Linked DNA regions of Sus scrofa: all the other regions are linked to region 2. The links are chromatin contacts, called in public Hi-C and promoter capture Hi-C maps. All regions are on one chromosome and are shown on one strand. Each heading gives the region's core, a stretch centred on a gene start, on an enhancer-like site or on the middle of the called end of the contact. The rest is flanking DNA. Distances are from core to core; before and after follow the strand shown.

What was found. Promoter capture Hi-C pulls out the DNA fragments that hold promoters and counts their contacts. Hi-C and Micro-C count contacts between places; a contact is called where the count stands out from the background.
Region 1: a contact with region 2 is called in a Hi-C map of skeletal muscle, with 7 times the contacts expected there. The contact joins the promoter of DIAPH1 here to the promoter of TAF7 in region 2. A contact is called at or near these places in 1 of 47 Hi-C or Micro-C datasets (skeletal muscle) and 2 of 2 datasets of contacts at active chromatin or transcription factors (alveolar macrophages and skeletal muscle).
Region 3: a contact with region 2 is called in a promoter capture Hi-C map of liver, with 10 times the contacts expected there. The contact joins the enhancer-like site here to the promoter of TAF7 in region 2. A contact is called at or near these places in 4 of 5 promoter capture datasets (fetal liver, fetal skeletal muscle, liver and 1 more), 18 of 47 Hi-C or Micro-C datasets (alveolar macrophages, blood, brain and 11 more) and 2 of 2 datasets of contacts at active chromatin or transcription factors (alveolar macrophages and skeletal muscle).

What each region holds. Positions count from the first base shown.
Region 1 is chr2:143,268,944-143,272,650 of Sscrofa11.1, forward strand. It overlaps DIAPH1 (diaphanous related formin 1), which reads right to left and starts at 2,051. Exons shown (of 27, transcript NM_001258435.1): 1 at 1,935-2,051. The coding sequence starts at 2,051.
Region 2 is chr2:142,951,076-142,954,792 of Sscrofa11.1, forward strand. It overlaps TAF7 (transcription initiation factor TFIID subunit 7), which reads right to left and starts at 1,536. Exons shown (of 1, transcript XM_005661764.2): 1 at 1-1,536. The coding sequence starts at 692. It overlaps LOC100515772 (protocadherin gamma-A1), which reads left to right and starts at 1,600. Exons shown (of 3, transcript XM_021084925.1): 1 at 1,600-1,799.
Region 3 is chr2:143,208,900-143,212,533 of Sscrofa11.1, forward strand. All of the region lies in intron 17 of DIAPH1 (diaphanous related formin 1), which reads right to left. Among named protein-coding and RNA genes, the nearest start is that of DIAPH1, 60 kb to the right of the region's middle. Within about 2 kb of position 2,067, at least 68 of the 83 cell types and tissues checked have an H3K27ac peak or open chromatin away from gene starts, as enhancers often do. A contact at or near this core is called in alveolar macrophages, brain, fetal liver and 7 more, where this site is marked.

The DNA of each region.
Region 1 (3,707 bases), core at 801-3,300, 320 kb after region 2:
GAGTATCTTCAGGTCTCTCACCGCTCAGCCCCCTGCACTCAGCACAATTCTCAAATTTGTGAAACAAGGTAAGGGGTAGATAAAACAAAAGCGCATATGACATTCTATTAAGAACTTGAAAAACATCTACACGTCACGGCGGTCACTATAAATCAGCAAGAATAGCTGGAATCGGGTGAGGAAGGTCACACTGTACCCATGGAAACAAAAGCAAAACAAAATGATACAGAAAGAGAAGGAATATGGGCTCTGAACCTAAGGCTTAGAAGGAAAGCTCCCTAACTAACTAAAGGGTCATTCTTGCCCTAAAGAAACCAAGGGGAATGTTGTTTTGGTCACCGTGGGGGAAAGGCTGTCCCTACTATTAAACCTGCATGTCTAGGGAGGGATCGGGGAGGATAAGGGGAGGGCATTTGCCAGATAAAAACAGGCAGTGACTGACAGCCTACAGGCCCTGGAAAGGACAGTCCAGAAGCACCTGTCTTGCTAGAAATAGGTAGGAAGAGATGAGTCACTATTTTAATTGTTTAATACTCCCCACATCTCAACCCTCTAGGTCCCAAAACAATATTTTCTTCCTGTTTCCATCACTTTGTATCAGTTTTTTTCCCCAAAACTTGTGGAGTTGGGTCAGAATGCTAAGGCGCGGGGGGGGGGGGGGGGGAATAGGAGAAAAGAGGAAAAAGTGAGAAACCACTGGGTTAGCAGAGCTACTGGGGTGGGGGCGTAATTACTGGAGAGAGCGGACTACCTAACTCCAGTTTCAACTAGCAAATGGTTATGAAGATCCCAAACTTCCCCCTCTCATGGACAGCGCCCCATAACTTTCAAAGCTTCTACAGCAAAAAGCCAACAAAACCTCCCTGGAGAGACGAGGGAAAAAGAAGCTTCAGGGTGTGCAAAGCTAATGAAACATGGCAGTGTTACCTGAATATCAACACTCTTTCAGACTGGAAGTAAGTGGCACCTAAGGAAAACTACACTCTTCTACGAGTAGGAAAAGGGACGTGAAGGGGCCTTGGGGCACAGGAGGTGGCGGAAGAGCCCAGGCGGGTTATCAGGGGTAACGCAGACTCGGCAATTCAATTAGATCCTCACAAGCTTCTCGGCCTTTTAAGTCTGACTTCCTCCCCTTGGGGGAGATGTGTCACCATCCCAAGTCAAGAAGGGCTTATTCAGAAGTTCTAACCCCCTGAAAAGTGGTCAGCAAGAGGGCAAAGGGACAGATTCTCAGGGCAGGGCGATACGGGAAGCCAACGAAGGTTATGCCCAGTGACCAGAGGAACTGGGCAGGTACCCACTCCTGCGAGCACAAGGCCGGACGTCCAGGGAGGAGGGAAGGGAGGGCCCAAGTCAGGTAACATTCCAGAGAGGAAGGATTATCAGGTGACACTGGGCTAAGGGCCCAGAGAGGGGACTGGGCGGGAGGAAAGTTAGCAGGTGAAAGAGATCAATCTTGGGGAAGGAAGTGACCTTTGGAGACGCAAATAAAGAGAATACCAAAAGGGAGGGGGGGAGGGTAATAAGAGAAAATGGACCCAGACAAGCACAGCGCATCGAGGTAGAGAAGGCGTGTTCGGGTAACAAGAGGAAGAAGAAAGGAAGTGGGCTCCGAGGGGAGAGATGGGGCCGAGGGCGGCCGGGGCCGTGGGGGCGGAGGGCAGAGCGTGCGGGCTTGGCGGGGGGTCGGGGGTGAAGGGAGCCCCGAGGTGGCCGGGACAGCAGCCGAGGGGGGGACTCCGGGGCTCCCCGACGTCCCGGCGCGGTAGGAGGTCGGGCTGCGGAGCCCAGGACCCAGCAAAACCAGGAAGGGAGACGCGGGGGCGGCTCCCTAGGGACCGGCGTGCGCCCCTGGGGCCGGCAGCGAGGGTCTCCGGGCTCCGGAGGGCGGTTACGGGGCCAGGCTGAGGGAACCAGGTGGGAGGGACACTCACAAATTTCTTGGATTTGCCGCCGTCGCCGCCTGCCGAAGGCAGCTCGTCCGGGCTGCGGCCCTTCTTCTTGTCCCGGGTCCCGCGGCCGGGCCCCAGACCCCCACCGGGCGGCTCCATGTCCAGGTTCGCGCTGGCTCCTGACCCCGCGCCTACGCCGCTCCCGCCCCGCAGCTCCAAGCCCGCCGCCGCCGCCGCCGCCGCCGCCCCGCAGCTCCTCAGCCCGCCGCCGCGCCCCGCCTCATTAGCATGCCGGGCTGCGCGCGCCTCATGAATATACAACGGCGACGCCTCGCTCCCGCCCGCCTGCCCCACTTCCGCCCGGACCCGCAGCCCCTACCAACGGAGGAAGTGGGGGGGGAGGCCGCGGAAGCGCACTACCTGCCCGGCGGGCCTAACCATTCGGACCCACGTGGGGGGGTGGTGAGGAGGCGGTGTCGCTCTCCGGTCGGCGCCCCCTGGCGGTTGGAGAGGCGCAGGCCTCCCTGCTCCCACACACAGTGCCCACGTGGCTGTAAAGCCTGGACCCTCTCACACCCCAGACCAAAATGTGATTCTCTGAACCAAAAATCGCAAAAGAGAGACTGTTATCTCGGCAGAAAATGTATTGCCAGGCTTTCTAAGATAATCCAGTTTTAACCTGTGCAATAGCCATGGAGCACGTGAAAAAAAGCCACAGCCACCATCTACTGAAAGCTATGTCCAGGGCCAGTGCTAGACTGAACTCAGCTAGCTCTGGAGGTAGATCACCTAGTTCTAAATCTCAGGCCTGCTACTTTCTGTGTGTCTAATCTGGAGACACTGGTTATTGCCTCGTGTGCCTGAGCCTTAACAATAGCCAGCCATTTACCACGTACTTGTGCCAGGCCAGACGCTATGCAAAAACGCTGCCCTTATTTTCTTGCTGAATCCTCACTATGCCACGTGATAGATTCCACTAGGCATACCATTGTAAAGGTAGGAAATTTGGACGCTCACAGTTTAAGTGACTTGCCCTAGGACACATAATTAAGTGATTAAAAAAAAAATTAAAACCAGTTTAGTTTGACTGCCAATCTATGTCCAGCCAGGATTCCCTACGGACATAAACCAAACCTGAGGAAAAAGAACAGGTGTTCCCCAAGCTTGTTCTTTGCCCTACTAGCTTCGTTCCTCCCTCATTAATTTCATCTATTGTCCCAGCTACATCTGTCCCCTAAGTGAAAAGCAGGTGGCACCCAGTGGGCCCTCAAAGTCTGGACTGACTTATCTTGCCCACAATTGGCGAGATTTCAACTGTATGTTCCAGGAGGGCAGAGTCAGTGACTCACTCGCTAGGAAGCCCCCGGTGCTCAGTCTAGGGTCTGGCGTGTTACAGGGACGCTGTCAAGCTGGCTGGCTCCTAAATCTGACCTTCATCTCTCCTTCACTTTCTAATTGCTTGATGGAGAGTTGCATAGAGCTGTCCGGCCCACACCTTGAACTCAATTTGTCCAAAAGAGTTCAAAAGCTACTTTCTAAGCGAAAATGTTGAGAAACAGACAGAATCAAAGCATGGCCGAAGTGATCCAACTATGACTCTTCTTTCTTGTCCCCCGTCTACACCTACCACAGCATTTATCTCACTCCCTGCTGGACTGGAAACGCCTCCAGGGAAGAGTCCGTGTTTGTGGCTACCACAGTATTTGGCATCATTTTTCACAAAGACAATGAAGATAATGAGCAACTGCTTACAGCAGGCTCAGGACCTGGCATGTTTCCTCTCAGTGCTCGTTCAGCAATCAGCATCACCATTCC
Region 2 (3,717 bases), core at 286-2,785:
TCACTGCTGCTGCTGAGGTCATTGAATATCTCCCGAAGCTCATCGTGTTCCAGTGAGTCATGGCCCTGCCTGTGGCCAGACATTCCTGGGGAAGAGATATCAAGGCCTTGATTTTCTGTTTCTTTTGTTTCATCTTCAGCAATTATTTCCCAGCGGGTACTGACAGCTTCGGCATCTGTGCTCAGCAAGCGCTTCACTTCTTTTTCCACATCCGGAGACTCAATGTACTTCTTCTTTGCTGTCTTTCGGAACCTTCTCTTTCGGACATTTTTTAGAGGCAGAGTAATTCCATGGTTCCATATAAACTTCTTCTCTTTGTCCTTATCCTTTTTCTTGCTTGCTTTGGGATCAGCAGTAGCAGCTGGTTCCTCCACAGGGGGATAGAGATCACCATCAACTGTAGAGACGAGCATCTGACAGATATCAGCTGTCTTGTAAAAGGTTTTTTTATCAATGGTTTTCAAACTCTCCATAACACAGGGCAGATCTACCAATTTTGAGGCCAGTGGGACCCGGTCCACTCTGACGATTCCATGACGCCCATCGGGGTGTAACTCAATTGTCAGTCTGTCCTTCAGGTTGACATGGCCAGACTGTACTGCCCGCCTCACCGTAGAGGCATATTCCGGAGGTAGGCGTAAGATAAACTGGCTCTCCAGTTCATGAGGAGCATCGTCTTTGCTCTTACTCATCTTTATTTCTCTGTGACTCACTTTTTCTCTATCAACCACTTGTTGGACTAAAAAGTTCCGGCTATGTCAACAGAAAGACTAGTTCGTCATAAATTGAAGTCTTTAAGTACAAAAAGCTCTAAGTAGAAAAGCACCTAAGCGTCTATTGTGAATTAAGGCCCAAGTCTTTCTAAAGACGCTGTGACTGAATACCAGTGGTTACAAACACTTATTAAGTCCTTTTAAATCTATTAGCTGCAATGCCAAGTTCCAACCTCTAGATGCCGCTGCAGCCACCAGGGAGAGCTAGCTAGCAGGAAAGCAAATGGCCGCTCCTACGGAAGGATTTTTGGCACAGAAAGGAAGGCGCAGCAGAAACTTTCAATGCACAAACTCTCCCGGAACAAAGATATTCAAGAAGCGGGGCGTAGTGAGCTCTCTTCGCCTCGGGTACTTACAATCCAGTGACGATTATAAATCCAGTCTCTCCGGACCGAAGCGAAAGGAAAAGGAAGCCACTCGCAGCAAAGTGGCCGGGGCCCAGCGTCTCCTTCCCGATTCCTTTGTTCTTCCCAGCTCTTGGCAAAGCGATCCGCTAATGATTATCAGATCAGTAAAATGGATCAGGATGGGCAACGCGAAATCTCGCCGAGATTCGCAGCTCCAAGCGCCAGATTCTGCAGCTCAGCAGCTCGGCAGCGGAGCAGTTCGGCAGCGCGGCAAAGAAGCAGCTCGGCAGCGCAGCAGCTCCCAAGCTCTGTGGAACTCCGTCTGGAGCGCAGATCTAGCGGAAAAGGATGCTACGTCACCGCTTGGGCGGGAGGCGGCTGTGAGTGACGGCAGGCTTCTGGCGGAAGTTGGGGCGGGCCCCGGCGCGCGCAGGCGCAACGTGCAATTACGTTGGCCAGCGTGAACTCTCATCTCGCGAGAATTTGGCTTTACGCGATAAGAATGAGACTTTCATAAAGAGCTATCGGTTTGGAAATACTTAGAGGATACGATCCTGACCCCGCTAAGCCAGAACTTTTATCGAATCGCCCTGCGGCCGGATAGCTCCTAGGCTTCCAGATAGTTGCCGGAGATAGGGCGTCCGTGCGGAATGCGTCTTTGTTTCTGGAAACAACTCAGGTGCTCCCTAGGCTATATCCACTCTGGAGTCGCTACAAGAATTCATAACCAAACATGCAGTGGATTTTAAATACACAAATCAGTGGAGTAAGGACTTGCCGCCCACTGCGTAATTCTAAGTATGTGTATTGACTGTGAAAAATGTCCATAAGGAGCCCATGACTCAGGGTCCGTTTCTGTTTGAAGATACCCTGAGGAAACAGGGGTGATTCCTCTTCTTAATGTTTTGGACGTCGTTATACACGTAGACAGAGAAGGTGATGTTCTTCTGGAGGCCCATATTCATTTAGGACAGTTTTCTGAAAGATGAATGGTCTGATTAAAGTAGAATAGAATTGAAGTTATTACTCCCTGCCGCACATTTGCCAGTAATTTTTAAATTAGTTTGGAATTTTTAAATTCTGCCTCCGCTGTTTGGATAACTGTTTTCTACTTGCCTGTTCTTCAGGTGGTCAGGTATTCTTCAACATGTATTTATATACTTTGGCCTAACATGTTCTTCAGGTGGTCAGGTATTCTTCAACATGTATTTATATACTTTGTAACCGTTTACACTCATCCTATTCATTTCCATTTATTTTTTTAATAGGATCATTTTGGTAGAGTATCAGAGTCATTAAAATTTTAATTCCTGTCCTCTAGAATATTAACACCTAAGTTTGAGAACTCACTTAAAATGTGATTAACATTTACAAAATTCACTTTATTTCTTTATTTATTGTCTCCCTCATTCAAGATTGGAAGCTCCATGTTAATCAGGGATGTGATACCATGTACATTTGGTTCCAGTGCCGAGTATCCAAACGTGGAAGATGGAAAACATTTGCTATTTGAATGAAACAATGGCTCCATCCAGAAAAAAACAAATATAATCTAAATCCTCTAACAATTTGAGAGAGAAAATACATTCTATATCACCTTAAAATGAGATAGAGCCATTTAATATACATTTATTCTCCAGTCAAGGATGGTGCCAATTGTTATGAGGGGAGAGGTTTGCATCTAGCTTGTGTGAACGTATCCCTTTGGTTGTGGTAGACTGTGATACTGTGTATCACCTGGTGGAATTTAAACGGCTTTGCCATACTTGGGTCGTGTGGAAGTTCCCTGGCCAAGGCTATCCAACACATTGCACTTGCAGCCTGTGCCACAGCTGGGACAATGCTCTATCCTTAATCTGCTGCACTGCAAGGGAATTTCCCAGTTTGTTTTTTTCATGTTAAGATCGAAGGAAAATGATGCTCTTCCACATAATTGTACTTTAAAAATTTTTTGAATTATTTTTTCTTTCCTATATAGTTTATTACAGAATATTGAGTAGATTTCTGTCATGCAGATGTACTTTAGTTCTTTGTTCTGTAATGCATAAAGAATGTTAGCTGATGTATGTATAATTTCTTGGCTGATCTGTTCCCTCTTTTTGAAGGTGAAAGTTTCCAGTGTTCTTGTCCTTGAATTATATTTAACTTATTTCATAGATATAAGTTTAACATGCTAGTCTCTGCATAATGTTTTTTAACCCTATAAAACATGAGGCCATGCTTATACATGAAAATAATCCAGATATTGCTGTCCATTTTAATTGTCTAAGTTTTATGATGCTCAGATATCTTTGTCACAGAAAATAACTTGAGGTGAATTCTCTGCAGTTCTGAGTTATGAAAAGTATGATGTATTTCAGTTAGTAAACCTTTAAAAGGAAGATTGTCAGAGATAATTAAAAGGATCAACTGAAGTTTCCCCTAAAGTATCTGCATCCTTCAGTCCTGAAACCTATTTTCTGCTTTCAGTTCACATTTTCTGAATGCTGGTTGTTTTTGTTGTTGTTGTTGTTTTGTTTTTTGTCTCTTTTTTAGGGCCACACTGGAAGCACATGGAAGTTCCTAGACCAGAGGTCAAATCAGAGCTGTAGCCACTG
Region 3 (3,634 bases), core at 817-3,316, 260 kb after region 2:
CTACTTAACTGAGGCAGCACAAGCATGTGAGTCCATCCAATGTCCACAAAGCCGATGAAGGCAAGACAGACAACAAGCACGAGCCAGAATCATAACAGGAAATTAAAAAAAAAAGTGGACTCGGGTACCACCACAGTTCTCTAAAGAAGCAAGGTCTTGGGGCGCTCTTGCGGCCCAGTGGGTTAAGGAGTTAGTGGAGCCACTGCAGTGGCTTGGGCCGCTGATGGGGTTCGGGTTCAGTCCTTGGCCGGGAACTTCCACATGCTGCCAGCACAGCCCCACCCCGAAAAAGAAACAGGGTCTTTGTGGAAGAGTCCTAGAGCTCCTTAGCATATCTGAAAGATTAGAATACTTAGTAAGATCTCTAGGAAATAACAAGAAACATTCTCTGAGGATGCACAGCTATGGAATGCCCAGCCCTGTGGGGCGGACAGTAAGCCACGTCTGTGAAGGCCCACATGAAGTCTGTGAGTCTGGCAAGAGGGCCCTATCCGGTACTAACGTAAGAAGCTGCCTGGAGTTCCCGTTGTGGCGCAGCAGAAATGAATCAGACTAGGAGCTGTGAGGTTGCGGGTTCGATCCCTGGCCTCACTCGGTGGGTTGAGGATCCCGTGTTGCCATGAGCTGTGGTGTAGGTCGCAGACGCGGCTCGGATCTGGTGTTGCTGTGGCTGTGGTGTAGGCCGGCAGCTGTAGCTCTGACTGGACCGCTAGCCTGGGAACCTCCGTATGCTGCGGGTGCGGCCCTAAAAATAAAGAAGAAGAAGCTGCCGCCCACGTGGAGGCTTTCTACTTTGTATTTCTCACAGCTGTAATGTTCATGGAGGAAAAATGCAGCATCTCAAAGGCATTTGGAGGTACACACCACAGCAGGTGCGTGTGTGTGTGCGCGCGCGCGCGCGGCTAGAGAAACAGCATGCCAGTTACCCAAAGGGAATCAGATCCCCATCACTGACCTTTTGGCCAAAACAAAGAGCTGTGTGCTGAACCCCACAGACGTGGGCCGGCAGGGGTGCAGCTGTAAGGAAGGACAGAGCAAACTGGCCGAAAGGGAGAAGGAAACCTGCAAGTCAGGAATCCCAAAGAACGAGGTGCTGCGAGTCCACACAAGGGGCCAAACTGGAGTGGGAAGGGTGGCAGACACGCACCCATATTCTGAATCGGGCACTTCACAGGCATCCTACCATTCAGACAATACGGCCATTGAAGCTCCGCCGGGACGCTTCCCAGCACACCCAGGAGAGTGACTCAGCAAGGGCGTGTGGACGGAGGGCTAGAAAGACGGGCTCTGCCCTGAGCGAGTCAGCAAAAGGCTGAGACAGGTTTAGGGAGCAGGAGGGTGAAAGGGGCAGAGAAAAGGCATCGAAATGAGGCGCTGAAAGCCTTTCCTCTCCTTCGAAAAATGAAGCAGGATCTAAGTAAGGGGTTGACATACTTTTAGCTTCTTTTCATCCATGTGTCCCCTTCCATCTCCTTTTATACCTCGAGATTTCTTTGTGGAAGAAATAAATCAGGACACTGGTCCTTGGCGAAAAGCAAAGGGCACTGGCCCCGTGCCAGGACAGCCCCCGGCAGTGGGCCTATCGGGTTTTCCTGAACCTTCCTGCCTTCCTGCCATGACCTTCAGTAATGCTGGGCTCTGAGCTCAACAGATCTGGGGTCAGGTCTTGGCTTGGTATTTACTTGCTATGAGATCTCAACAGGCAAAGTTCAGGTTTACACTATACTTCATATTTGTCACAAGATGAAGATGGTACCTTTTAGGCATCATTTTCCTCCTTAGAAAGAACAGGTGATGAGCCTCTGTCACAGACATGAAACGGGTACTCTTGGATAAAATGGAATGAGACAACAAAATACCTTCATCTTTTTTTTAGGTGCTGGGAGCAGTTTTAATCCCTGCTCAGCCTCACCCCCGCCTGCCTACCTAAATATGGAGTAAACTGCGGATTTCCAAGCCATTCTCTGCAGCAAAGGATGCCAGAAATCCCCCCCCCCCCCCGTTTCATCCTGGGTACTGGGAGGGGCGGAGCGGGGTAAGAGCACCACAAACAGCACAGACGGAAAACACCCAGCCCCCCCCCCCCCCCCCCGCCCCCGCTCCGCGTCTGCAGATGCAGCTGCTGGTTTTCGTCACACTGCTGTTTTTTTCCCTTCTTTGTTCCCGAGGAGGAAGCCAGGAAAGGGTGGGGAAGGAGGGGGGAGAAGGGGTGGGGTGAGGGCGGGACGTCATCGCTGTTACAGCAAGTCACCTGACAGTCCGCTCCAATCCCTGGGCTCTGACCTCACAAACTGGAACCTGAGCCAAAATAGCTCAACTGCGCTCGCCCCGTGGCTGCAAAGTGAAATGCAGGCAGAACGGGAGCAGAGCAGCAAAGGGGGGACATAGTTCTCGGAAGGATTCCAGTTGTTTTCCTTGCAAAAAGGAAATTTAAACACAGACAGAATGACAGGCAAGGGCGTGTCCTATCCTCTCATCTAACAGATCCCAAAGAAAAAGCACTGACTTTTGCAACAGAGATGGGACTGGTGCGGGATCAGGACTACCTCTGTATCGTCCTGGGGGCACAGGTTACCCAGGCCCTTTTGCTGTGTAACTGAGGTTCTCTTACCCCAGGAGCTGAGGGAAGAACAAAAGCTTTTTAAATTGTGATCGATTTTTCAGAGGGAAGTGGCTTGGACCAATAGGGAGGGCGAGGGAAAGGATGCCGTTTCCTGCTCTGCAGAACTGGGGGTTAGCACTCTGCCTTGCGCACAAATTAATTAGGTCCGAATACTTCGAGAAAGCCCCTTTTCAAGCATCCTCGACACCAGCAAATTTCCTTCTTACCCCTTCTGTCTTTGCCATTATAAAGAGAAGATGGTCACAGCACAGAAGGGCTGAAGGAAAAGCAATCTAGCACCCTAACGAAAATCTGCTACAGTATTCCAGAATAGTCCCCTCCAGGCTTTTACGTCGGCAGTTTTTTCCGCAAAGCACAACGGCAGTGAGGGTTGCATACAACCATTTCCAGCTCTCCTCCCCTAAGACTGAATCATGAGCTTTCTTCCACGTTGCTCTGAAGGTGATGGAGAGTCTTAAGACGGGACAGGGTACGAAGTTCTCCAGCAACCATCTCCAGGACACAGACTGAGTGGGAAAAGCAAGGAAAACACGGGGTGAGGGACCCCTTCCCTTTGAAGACCACAGTCTTTTATGGGTGGTGTCCCAGCGCCAGCGGCTGACATCTGCAAGGCCCCTCAGCGGCAACGGTCAGGTCTCTCCTGCCCACACCATGTGGGCTGTAAGCTCTGCGCCAAGTGCGGGACATTCGGGGTGGGTGAGCAACCAGCTGGTCAGTCACTACACGAGGGAGTCTGCAGCGCGCGCAGGGAGAGCCAGAGGCCACGCGTGCTCTAAGACGCGGTCTGATCAAAAGGCTCCCTGCAGGGGCTGTGCCCCCAAACGAAGGCTACTTCACTACCATACAGATTGCTGTTTGATCCTAGGGTTCACTGCAAAAGTGACAACTAAACATTTTAATTTGGATTTTTTTTTTTTTAATGAGAAAGACCTCCAGGCCCTGTAGGAAAACCCCCCAGGATGTAACAGCGAGGTAAACCACAGCACAGACAGCACGTGGCCTTTCGGCAAG